Linked DNA regions of Rattus norvegicus: region 1 is linked to region 2. The links are chromatin contacts, called in public Hi-C maps. All regions are on one chromosome and are shown on one strand. Each heading gives the region's core, a stretch centred on a gene start, on an enhancer-like site or on the middle of the called end of the contact. The rest is flanking DNA. Distances are from core to core; before and after follow the strand shown.

Evidence for each region. Hi-C and Micro-C count contacts between places; a contact is called where the count stands out from the background.
Region 1: a Hi-C map of mammary epithelial cells shows a contact between it and region 2, with 2.7 times the contacts expected there. The contact joins the enhancer-like site here to the promoter of Arhgef3 in region 2. A contact is called at or near these places in 7 of 12 Hi-C or Micro-C datasets (the A7r5 cell line, the Rat2 cell line, hepatocytes and 3 more).

Annotation. Positions count from the first base shown.
Region 1 is chr16:2,587,806-2,592,836 of GRCr8, forward strand. Arhgef3 (Rho guanine nucleotide exchange factor 3) reads left to right here. Exons shown (of 10, transcript NM_001106061.1): 10 at 1-821. Among named protein-coding and RNA genes, the nearest start is that of Tasor, 23 kb to the right of the region's middle. Within about 2 kb of position 2,271, at least 4 of the 93 cell types and tissues checked have an H3K27ac peak or open chromatin away from gene starts, as enhancers often do.
Region 2 is chr16:2,516,322-2,520,882 of GRCr8, forward strand. Arhgef3 (Rho guanine nucleotide exchange factor 3) reads left to right here and starts at 2,890. Exons shown (of 10, transcript NM_001106061.1): 1 at 2,890-3,103. The coding sequence starts at 3,011.

The DNA of each region.
Region 1 (5,031 bases), core at 1,021-3,520, 71 kb after region 2:
CTGCTCTGCTTTTGGGCCTGGTTCTAGAGCTACAGACGGACTGGTGGTTAATTCCCCTCGAGGCTGGTTTCATTAGCTCTTATTAACTAGAACCGGCTAGCCAAACTGGAAAGTTCTTTGTTAAAGCCTTGCTTTACAGAGCAAGGATGGGTAAAAAGACCTTGAGGGCGTGGTGGAAAAAACCGTTCACAAACTAGACAGAGCAGCTTCTGCAAGTGTAAATACTTAGAGGATTTGTATAAAATTATACCCACACCAGCACTAGTAGTAATGATTCTAAATTATTGCCAAAAAGTTTTTTTTGTTTGTTGTTGTTAATTTTTGCATCTATCAAAAGTTTACAGAAAAGAAAGCAAAATGCAAAGTTGTCCCTTTACTATGCACATGTGTCGTGCGCACTGAAAGAAGCCGTGTGGCAAGAGCAACCAATAGAAAAACAAGGTATATGACATTATTATTTTTCAAGACCTATTTTGACCAGTTTCTACCCTGTAAAGCCTATTTCTGTATTTATAGTTTTTAACCATGGTGAAAATTTTTTTCTATTATGAGTTTATTTAAAACCATTTTGTCTCTCAAGTTGCTGATGTAGCGAATAAACCTGCTCCGGGCAGACACAGTAGGAAGCTGAGACGGACCGGGCACTGGACGATAGAGAAAAGCCTGAAATGTTCTCTACAGAGCCATTGTGACCAGCGAGTTAAGGAAGGGTCTCTGTCAGGGTCAGCCTGTGGGAAGAGAGTGAATGAATGTTCTGGTGAAATGAATACTTTTGTATAATGGCCTTAAACTTTTCTGGAAGCATTTCAAATAAATTGCATTAAGAATACCTTTCCCCCCTGTGTACAGTGTGTGCTCAGCCACCAAGTGTCAGGTTGTCCTCTTGAAGGGCAAGAGTTTCTTTCTGAAATGTTGCATGTGGTTTCCAAGTAGGACTTACCGTAGAACACAGGCTGAAGTAAATGGTGTGACTGATCAATGAAGCTGCTACAGAACATACATTTCTGTTTCCTCAAGCATTCTGCTCTGATTTGTTTTTTTTTTTGACCATGCATACTTAGTGTACACCATTTATTTGTTTGTATATATTGAGTGTAGATGTATGTGTGAGACATGCACATTAGTGCACAGGTGCTACCACCCCTGAGTGGAGGGCTGAAGACAGCCTGACTTCTCTCCTCTCACTGTATGGGCTTTGAGACTCAGGTCATCTGGCTTGACATTAGCAGCAATCACCTTTACCCATTTTAGCCTCTTACCACCCCAACCCCACTCACTCACCTTTACCTATGCCCTATACAAAGCTTAGTGGTAAGTCAGAGCTGTGACAGAAGAGTGTTACATCTCGCTGTGGACACAAGTGACTGATGGTGAACTTGAAGCTGACGGGTGTAGTGGTTCACACCTGTAACTCCAGCCCTTGGGAAGCAGAGGCAGGAGGATCCCCAAAAGTTCAATACTCTGTATTGCAAGTTCCAGCCCAGCTAAGAACTACTTAGTGTGAGCACCTCTTGAAACAACAAGGAAAAGGAAGGGCTGAGGGAAGTTTCACTTTTAAATTACACTGGAATTTTAGTCTACTTGTTCATTGAAATAGTTTTATTTCTCCAAAAGAATAGGGTTTCTGTTTTGTTTATAAAAAAAACTGAACAGGTTTTAAGCCCTTAGCAACCATTTCCAACAGCATATTAATGCAGAAAGGCTAATGACTACTTTTTTCTTTATAATGTGCATCTGCCACATTCTTTACATACTGTTCACTCCTAGATTTGACACAGCATTCACATAAACAGTAAGTCCAGGTTTTGCTTTTCTCAAGGGAAAAATCGAGTTCTCTGTCTGCAATCCCAGCACTCCAGAAGCTGAACCAAGAGAACTGCTACAATTTGAAGGCCAGCCTGAGCTAGATTGTACCAGGTGCCAGCCTGGGCTATATAGTACAAGGTTAGTCAGCTACCTAGCTAAATCACACACACACACACACACACACACACACACACACACACACACACACACAAATTAGAGAGAGAGGGAGAGAAGGAGAGAGAGAGGGAGAGGGAGAGAGAAGGGAGGAAAGGAAAGAAGAAAGAAAGGAAGGGAGAAAGAAAAGAAAGAAAACCCAATCTGCTTTGTTCTCTGGTCTTTTGCCCTCCCCTTCAGAGCCATTTTAGACAGTCTCTATTTTTTGTTCCTACAACGGCATTGGCTTGTTGATTTGGGGGCTGTATCTTTGCTAGAACGTTCATTGTTTGTGCTGACATTTTCAGAGTTAGTACAAGTGATGGGAGGCTACGTGGGTTTCAGTCTGTTCCAAAGATGTTACTGCACACACAACTAAATGCCATCCATGTAGTCAAGACACAACGAAAACAGCCAGAGCTGGCAGTTTTGTGCAAAGTTAGAATGTGGTTTCGGTTTCTCGCTTGTGGCCACTGCCACTGACTGCTTCAGTTTCCATTCCCAGAAGTCTCTAGCCGCTAAGAATGCAAACTTCGTGGTTACAGGAAGCTGCAGCCCATCTCGGTGAGCAGCTTGTTCAACTTTACGTTCTCTGTGTGTCCCTTTTTTTTTTTTTTTACTCTATTTCCCCAAATCCAGAGTGCCATCTGGTTTTAGAGAATGGCCACACAGAATGGGAAGACGGTTCCCCAAACCCAGAGCTATCTGTAGGAATCTTATAGCCATCAGGATAGAAAGCCCCACGTGAACAAGTGCACATTGAGAAGAGGTAACTACCCCTCAAATCTGTGTAGTCAGACAGCTTTAAAAACATCACAACTCATCACACCACACTTTTTTTCTTCAGGAATGTTGGTGGTTCTATCTAGATAGAGTGGTTTATCAAGGGATAGCCTAGTTTCCTTTGTTGTTGTGATAAATATCATGACCAAAAGCAATTTGGAGTGGAAAGGATTTATTTCAACTTACGGTTCTAGTAGGTCATGGTCCCATCACTGAGGGAAAGTCGTGGCAGGAACTGAAACAAACCATGGAGGAATACTGATTACTGGCCCATTCACTGATTCATGCTCAGCCAGCTTTTTTACATACCTACATGCCAAGGGAATGATGCCACCCACAGTGGACTTGGGTCCATCCCCCCACCCCCGACACACACATTGTCAATGAACACAATTTACCATAGACATGACCACAGGCCAATCTGATCAATGCTGTTCTTCAATTAAAATTCCCTCTTCCCAGGTGATTCTACATTGTAAAGTTGCTTCGTGAGACCCTGTTATAACATGCATGTGTGGGGAGAATATTTGAGATCCAGAATGTGATGAGGAAGGGGACCCAAAAGGGTAACAGTATGAATATGATCAAAGTACATTATAATCATGTATGAATACAAGGGAGCTGGGAAGAGACTCGGTAAAGTGAATGTCTTGCAAACATGGAGACGAGTTTGATGCGCAGAATACATTAAAAACTCAAGGTGGAGTGGCATGATCTTGTAATTCTAGCACTGGGAAGATGGAGATAGGAGGATCCTTGGAGCCCACCTAATTGGTTAATCAAAGACTGTGTCAGGGAAGGTGAATAGTGTTCCCAGGTATGATACCCAGGGTTGTTTTCTCGTCTCCACTTGCATGCGCACACACACACGTACACACATACACCTGTATTGGAAGAAATGTCACAATGAGGGGGCAGGGGAGTTGGCTCAGTCTTAAAGGGCTTGCCATACAAGCATAATGACTTGAGTTCAGGTCACCAGCACCCATGGATAATCCTAGCACTCAGGAGGTGAGCATCTGAGAGCTTGTGGCTATACCTCAGCCTGGGGAGGGGGGCCTGGGAATGAGTGGACCCCAAGGGCTTACTTGCCAGCCAGCCTAGCCAATATGTGGATGTTTAGATCGAATGAGAAGTCGTGCCTTGAATGTTCAGGTAGAGAGCAGCAGAGGGAGGCAGCCCACTAATGTCACCCTCTGGACTTCTTTTGGGCCAGCACACTGGCATACACACAAAGTTCTTGCCACAGTGAAACCCATTGCTTTGTACATGCCAAAAGAAAAAACAAACCCTTGGTGTGAGCCTCTTTTATTTATTTTGATGTATGTGTACATAGTTGAGCCTTCTCAATAAAGAGAATCTGGGATTTTGTTGTTCCTTGGGTTGTGTGTGTGTGTGTGTGTGTGTGTGTGTGTGTGTGTGTGTGTATGTATGTGTGTGTTTCCTTTGGAGACAGGGTCTCACTTTGGATTCCACTCTCATCTGGAACTTGCTATTCTCAGATGTTTTTATTTATTAACACTGGGATCAAATGCAGGGCCTCCTGTATGCTAGGCAAGCATTCATACCACTGAGCTACAACTTCAACCCCTATTTTTACTTAAGTCTGGAGAGATGGCTCAGTGGTTAAGAGCACTGACTGCTCTTCCAGAGGTCCTGAGTTCAATTCCCAACAACCATATGGTGGCTCACAACCATCTGTAGTGGGATCTGATGCCCTCTTCTGGTGTGTCTGAAGACAGCTATAGTACACTCATATACATAAAATAAATAATTCCTAAAAAAAAAAAAGAATCCTGATGGCATCCTCCTTGACACAATGGAAATGGCGTGGTGTGTGTACAGACAACAGTATAGAGCCCTAAAAATGTAACTATGTGAAAAAATAGAGAAAACGTATTAACCTGGAATCCCAGTTGCAGGTTGAGGCAGGAGGATTGTGAGTTCAAGGCTAGCCTCGGCTATAGAGTAAGATTCTGTAACTAAGACTGCTGTAGCCCAGTTGTTTATCTAGAATGCATGAAGTTCAATCCCCAGCCTCACATAAACTCCTGTGGTGGTACCTGCCTATAATACCAGCACTAGGGAGGTGGATCAAAAGTTCAGAGCCATACTTGGCTATATACAGAATTTAAAGCTTTGATTGTGTGAAACCCTGTCTTTAAACAAACAAACAAACAAACAAACAAACAAACAAACAAATAGGCTGGTGGCACAAACCTTTGATCTCAGTTCTTGGGAGGCAGCGGCAGGCAGATCTCTGAATTGGAAGCCAGTCTGGTTTATACA
Region 2 (4,561 bases), core at 1,640-4,139:
GCTCAGTGGTAGAGCGCTTGCCTAGCAAGCACAAGGCCCTGGGTTCGGTCCCCAGCTCCGGAAAAAAAAAAAAAAAAAAAAAGTAGAGATGAGAACCCCATTTTGGGTGGTCAAACCTTCAGTCTATGAGAACTTGGAAAATCAGAACCCAAGGTTACTGAGCTCTCCATCACACTCATTTTGTGGCACGATTTAAATAGTTCTGTCGATTTGCAATTCTCTCTTTCTCCCTCCCTCTTTCTCTACTACACCCAGAGGAATAGTAAAAAGCAACATGAGTTTGATGCATGTATGCTAGTCACTGATTCTATGGTTCCTAGTGTTTTTTAAGAAAGGCAAAAAAGTCTTAAGAGAAAATGAAATGTATATGGTAAGCTTCTTATTAATATGATTGCTATTTGGTGTCCAGTAATTAAACTTGACGTTCAATTTCCCTTCTCCATTTTCACATGCACTTGTATGAGTGTGTGTGTGTGTGTGTGTGTGTGTGTGTGTGTGTGTGTGTGTGTGTGTAGTGTGTGTGTTCCCGTGCATGTGGGTGTCAGTGAAGGTCAGAAGAGGCTATGAGATCCTCTGGAGCTGGATGTATAGGTGGTTTTGAGCTACCTGATGTGGGTGCTGGGAATTAAACTCGAATCCTCTAAAAAGGAAACAAGTGCTTTTAACTGGTGTGCTCTCTCTGCCACTCCCTCCCCCCACACACACCCATTTCTAAGGGCTCATTTACTATCACCAGGTAGTTTTGGTGTGTCACACCGCCTGGTCAGAATGCTGAAGAAAACACCCCAATATGAGAGCTGTGGGAATCTCTTGCAGGGAATTCCCCATCGAGGGCTGTAAGTGTATTTTCCAACTGGAGAGCAAGGCCCAGTACTTCATTTGGGATCAAAGTTCATTACCAAATGAACTGTTGATGCCCAGGGTCTTGTGGTGGAGATTGTGGGTGAGCCCTGGAGGAACAGGGAAAGGATAAAGGAAAAGAGGCTGTGGGTGCTTTGGCTCTGGGACATGTCACTACCTCTGGTCTGGCTTGCTTGGGCACCCTGGAGATGGGGTTCCCTTTGCTCCAGCAGCACATTTGGCTACGCTTGCAGGGAGTATGACTGTGTGGTGGGGATGTCATTAGGGAAAGTCAGTGGTTGTCATAGGCTCCTTCCCACTCCACACTTCTTTGGCTGCAGCTTTCTTCCTATTGCTTCAGGTTGTGTACTTAGAAAGAAAACCACAGCTTCCTCTTGTCTCGTCAGAACCCACTCATTTAGGAGCCCTGTTCACACATATGCTTCTTCCCGTATCCAAAGGCAGTCCATTCGTCTGCTATCTAGTTGGGCAAGATAATGGGTGGGTTTAGGGCCAGGGTGTGGGTTTGGTACCTGAGGTGGAAGATCCACACGTTAAGCAGTTTCTCACCAGGGAAAGTAGGAACTGCTGGGTTCTGACCTCATCTGGAAGCAGAGAATGTCTAAGCAGGATCTATTTCTCCATCACACTGCCTCCCTCACACCCCAACAGCAAAAACAAGACTCGGTAGCTCCCTGTAACAGCACTTGCTGTACGAGGCCATTCACTGGAGGATGGAAAGATACTACAGGGAAGTTTACAAGAAATGTTATTTGGAGGAAATGATAACTTTAAGAAAATTAATTTCTTCTTTCCCCTGGGTGACATGCGAACATAGTTTTCTTTTAAGACGTTGAAAATTGTTACTGTAACTGTAAAGCCTCTTTGTTGACTATCACTACCTTTTCTATCTCAGATGTTTCTTCTCCTCTGCCACCAGGGACAGTGTAAGTTTGTCTCAGATTTTTCTAGACATTAAATGTTGTTGACCTACAAGTATGTCTTTATAGAAAATATCAAGAAAGAAACAAAGAAACAAAGAAGCAAAGAAAGAGAAGGAAGAAGGAAAGTATTCTTTTGTAGATGTGTTTTGATCACAGACTGTTCTACTGCTTTGATTCCGCACTGTTATATTTTGGATGCAGGAACTGAACTCAGAGCCCCACACTTGCTAACTATTCTTCAAAAGGCCAGCCTTTTACTTTTCGAACTGAGGCCAGCATCAAGGAGATCTTTCAGTGCCCCACCCATAGACCCATCTCCTTTCTGATCGCTATGGGGTGGTGTTCTATAATTAGAAAAGTTTACTTAAAGTACTCTTACCAAAGACCGTTGCCATTGTTTCTAGTTTTTTGTTTGTTTGTTTGTTTTTTACTGACTGGTCAGGGCTGCAGCAACGCCCTTTTAATTGCTTCTTGGGCATTTACAACGTCAGTGTTTCCCTTAGAAAAGATCCCCCAAAACGTGATCTTTGCTTTAGACTGGAAACAGACTGAATCAGTCCAGCGTGGGTGTAGGGGCGTGAGTGTAGGCACGTGGGAGGGGGAAGAGGATGGTTAGAGGGGACTCCATATGTGGTGGAAAGTATTTGTCTCTCGGCTGTGGAGGTTGGTTACGCGGTGCTTTTTGAACTGCACACTTAAAGTGGGCGCATTTAACTGTTTGGACTGCTTTTACCCTACTAACGCTCACTTTTAAAAAAGGACCGCCAGGGCTATGTAGAGAAACCCTGCACACACCCCGCCTACGCCTCAAAATGATTCTGGCTTGGGCCTTGCCCCCTCGCTCCCGGGCCTCCTTGCTACAAACTGTTCTTCCACGAATGGAGTTGCCTGGGGTCTGGTGGCTCAACGCGCGTGTTCCCTGAGGTCCCCAAAGTTGGCAGAACCGCCCCAGCCCCACGAGGCGTCTACACGTCCGCACCTGGCGTTCCTAGGAGGGCGGGGTGGTCCTCTCTAGTCCCGCCCATCCGCCCTCCCTCCGTGGGCGTGGCTTACAGCGGCCCGCCCTCCCGGTGGAGCCAGGCATCAGGTCCAGCCTGCTAGAAGCCGTTGTAGGTGTTCGCGTCGCCGCCGCCGGCATCGTGGAGCTCGGGCCCTCTTTTACCCGGGATTTTTGTTGTCGCCTGGGATCAGCGGTGACATCGCAAAGGGCAGGCCCGGCAGCTGCCATGGTGGCCAAGGATTACCCCTTCTACCTCACTGTCAAGAGGGCAAACTGCAGCTTGGAGGCGCCCCTGGGCAGCGGGGTGGCCAAGGACGAGGTAGGACGCGCCCTCCACACACCTGCACCTCGGGCTTCTCCGCCACCTCACCTTGTATACCGCACACTTTCTCTCCATCTCCCCGGAGTGCTGCGCTTCTCCGGATCGCCCCTTCAAATGCTCCCTCTCGCCTTCTCTTGGCTCCTCTATCCCTGCCCCTCTCTCCCTGCGCCCGGGAACCGCAGTTTCCTGACGCTGCCTCTCTCCTACTGGAGAGTCCGGCAGACAGAACTCCAGTCTCTGTCTAGAGCCCGCAAAGGCATCTACCTACCGCTGCCCTGTTAGGGAGGCCTGGGTGTCAGGAAGAGCCCCTCGTAAAGCAATGTGTCCCCGTCCTCGGTCGGGGTTAAGAGAGCCTAAGTTCTTTGAGACCGGTTCAGATATCTCACCAGACACACTTGGTTTTGTAGCTGTTTGAGAGCAAGGGCAGGACAGAGCACCTTTACTTGTCAAAAGTAACCAATAAAGGAGGTTGGAGGAAGAGTGTCGTTCATTTTGGGTCTAAGCTAAAAGAGTAATTGAGGCTGAAAATGAGCTATACGCTGGTGAATTCGCTGTCTTAAAGACTAGAAACAGTTCCCTTTCTGGGAACTTGGGCGCAGGGAGAGAGGCAGTGCCCTTGGGTAATTGAGGGAGTCCTCTCAGTTTGGTTTTCTTAAGCTTTCCCCTCCCGCCCCCGTGTGCTCTGTCTCTGGCAAGTTGCTGACTGCCCTTAAAAGAGTTAGTAGGTTAAGCTGGGGGAGAAGACTATTCTCGTACTTTTTCAGGGTTTTAGAGAAGACAGTTGCCTTATCAGATCCTAGCCTTGCTGTGGTGGCGTCTATAGCACCAGCTAATCATCCCCCCCCCCCGTGTGTGTGTGTGTGTGTGTGTGTGTGTGTGTGTGTGTGTGTGTGTGTTCTCCACTTTCCTCTGCCTCACTCTGAGAACCACCAAGACGGGGGGGGGGGGGCGGGTGGGCAGTGGTGGTGCTGGAGGCAGATGTGTGTCCCGCCCAGTCACTGCACGGTTGGTTCCACCTATGCGACACATGTAGGTCTGTCTGCTCAGTGTGTGCCCTTGACTCTGAATTCTGTATAGGTGTATTTGGAGATTCATTTCCTCCAACAGTGCCTCCTTGCAGCAGGACTCTGCCAGGCTCTGGTTATACAAGATAAAACCCTCTCCTTTCCGTAGCTAGTTGAATATTTGTAGAGCTCGTAGTCTCAGCAGCTATGGAAGTGTGACGGGTTCTCATCTGTTTGGACAGGGTGGTACCTTCCTGGGGTTCAGGTTGTTACTGCCTGGGTTAGATATGAGTTTTCAGTAGGGATGGGGCTGGTGGCTTCTCAGACTTCTGGGAGGAAAAAAAAAGCATAGCCAGTTCGGTTAATAAACTAAAATGGGTCAGAGAAGATCATAGTGAAAATAGTTGTGAATTCTGACCGGGCTTTGCTCTTTTTGTCCTGTGTTTTGGAG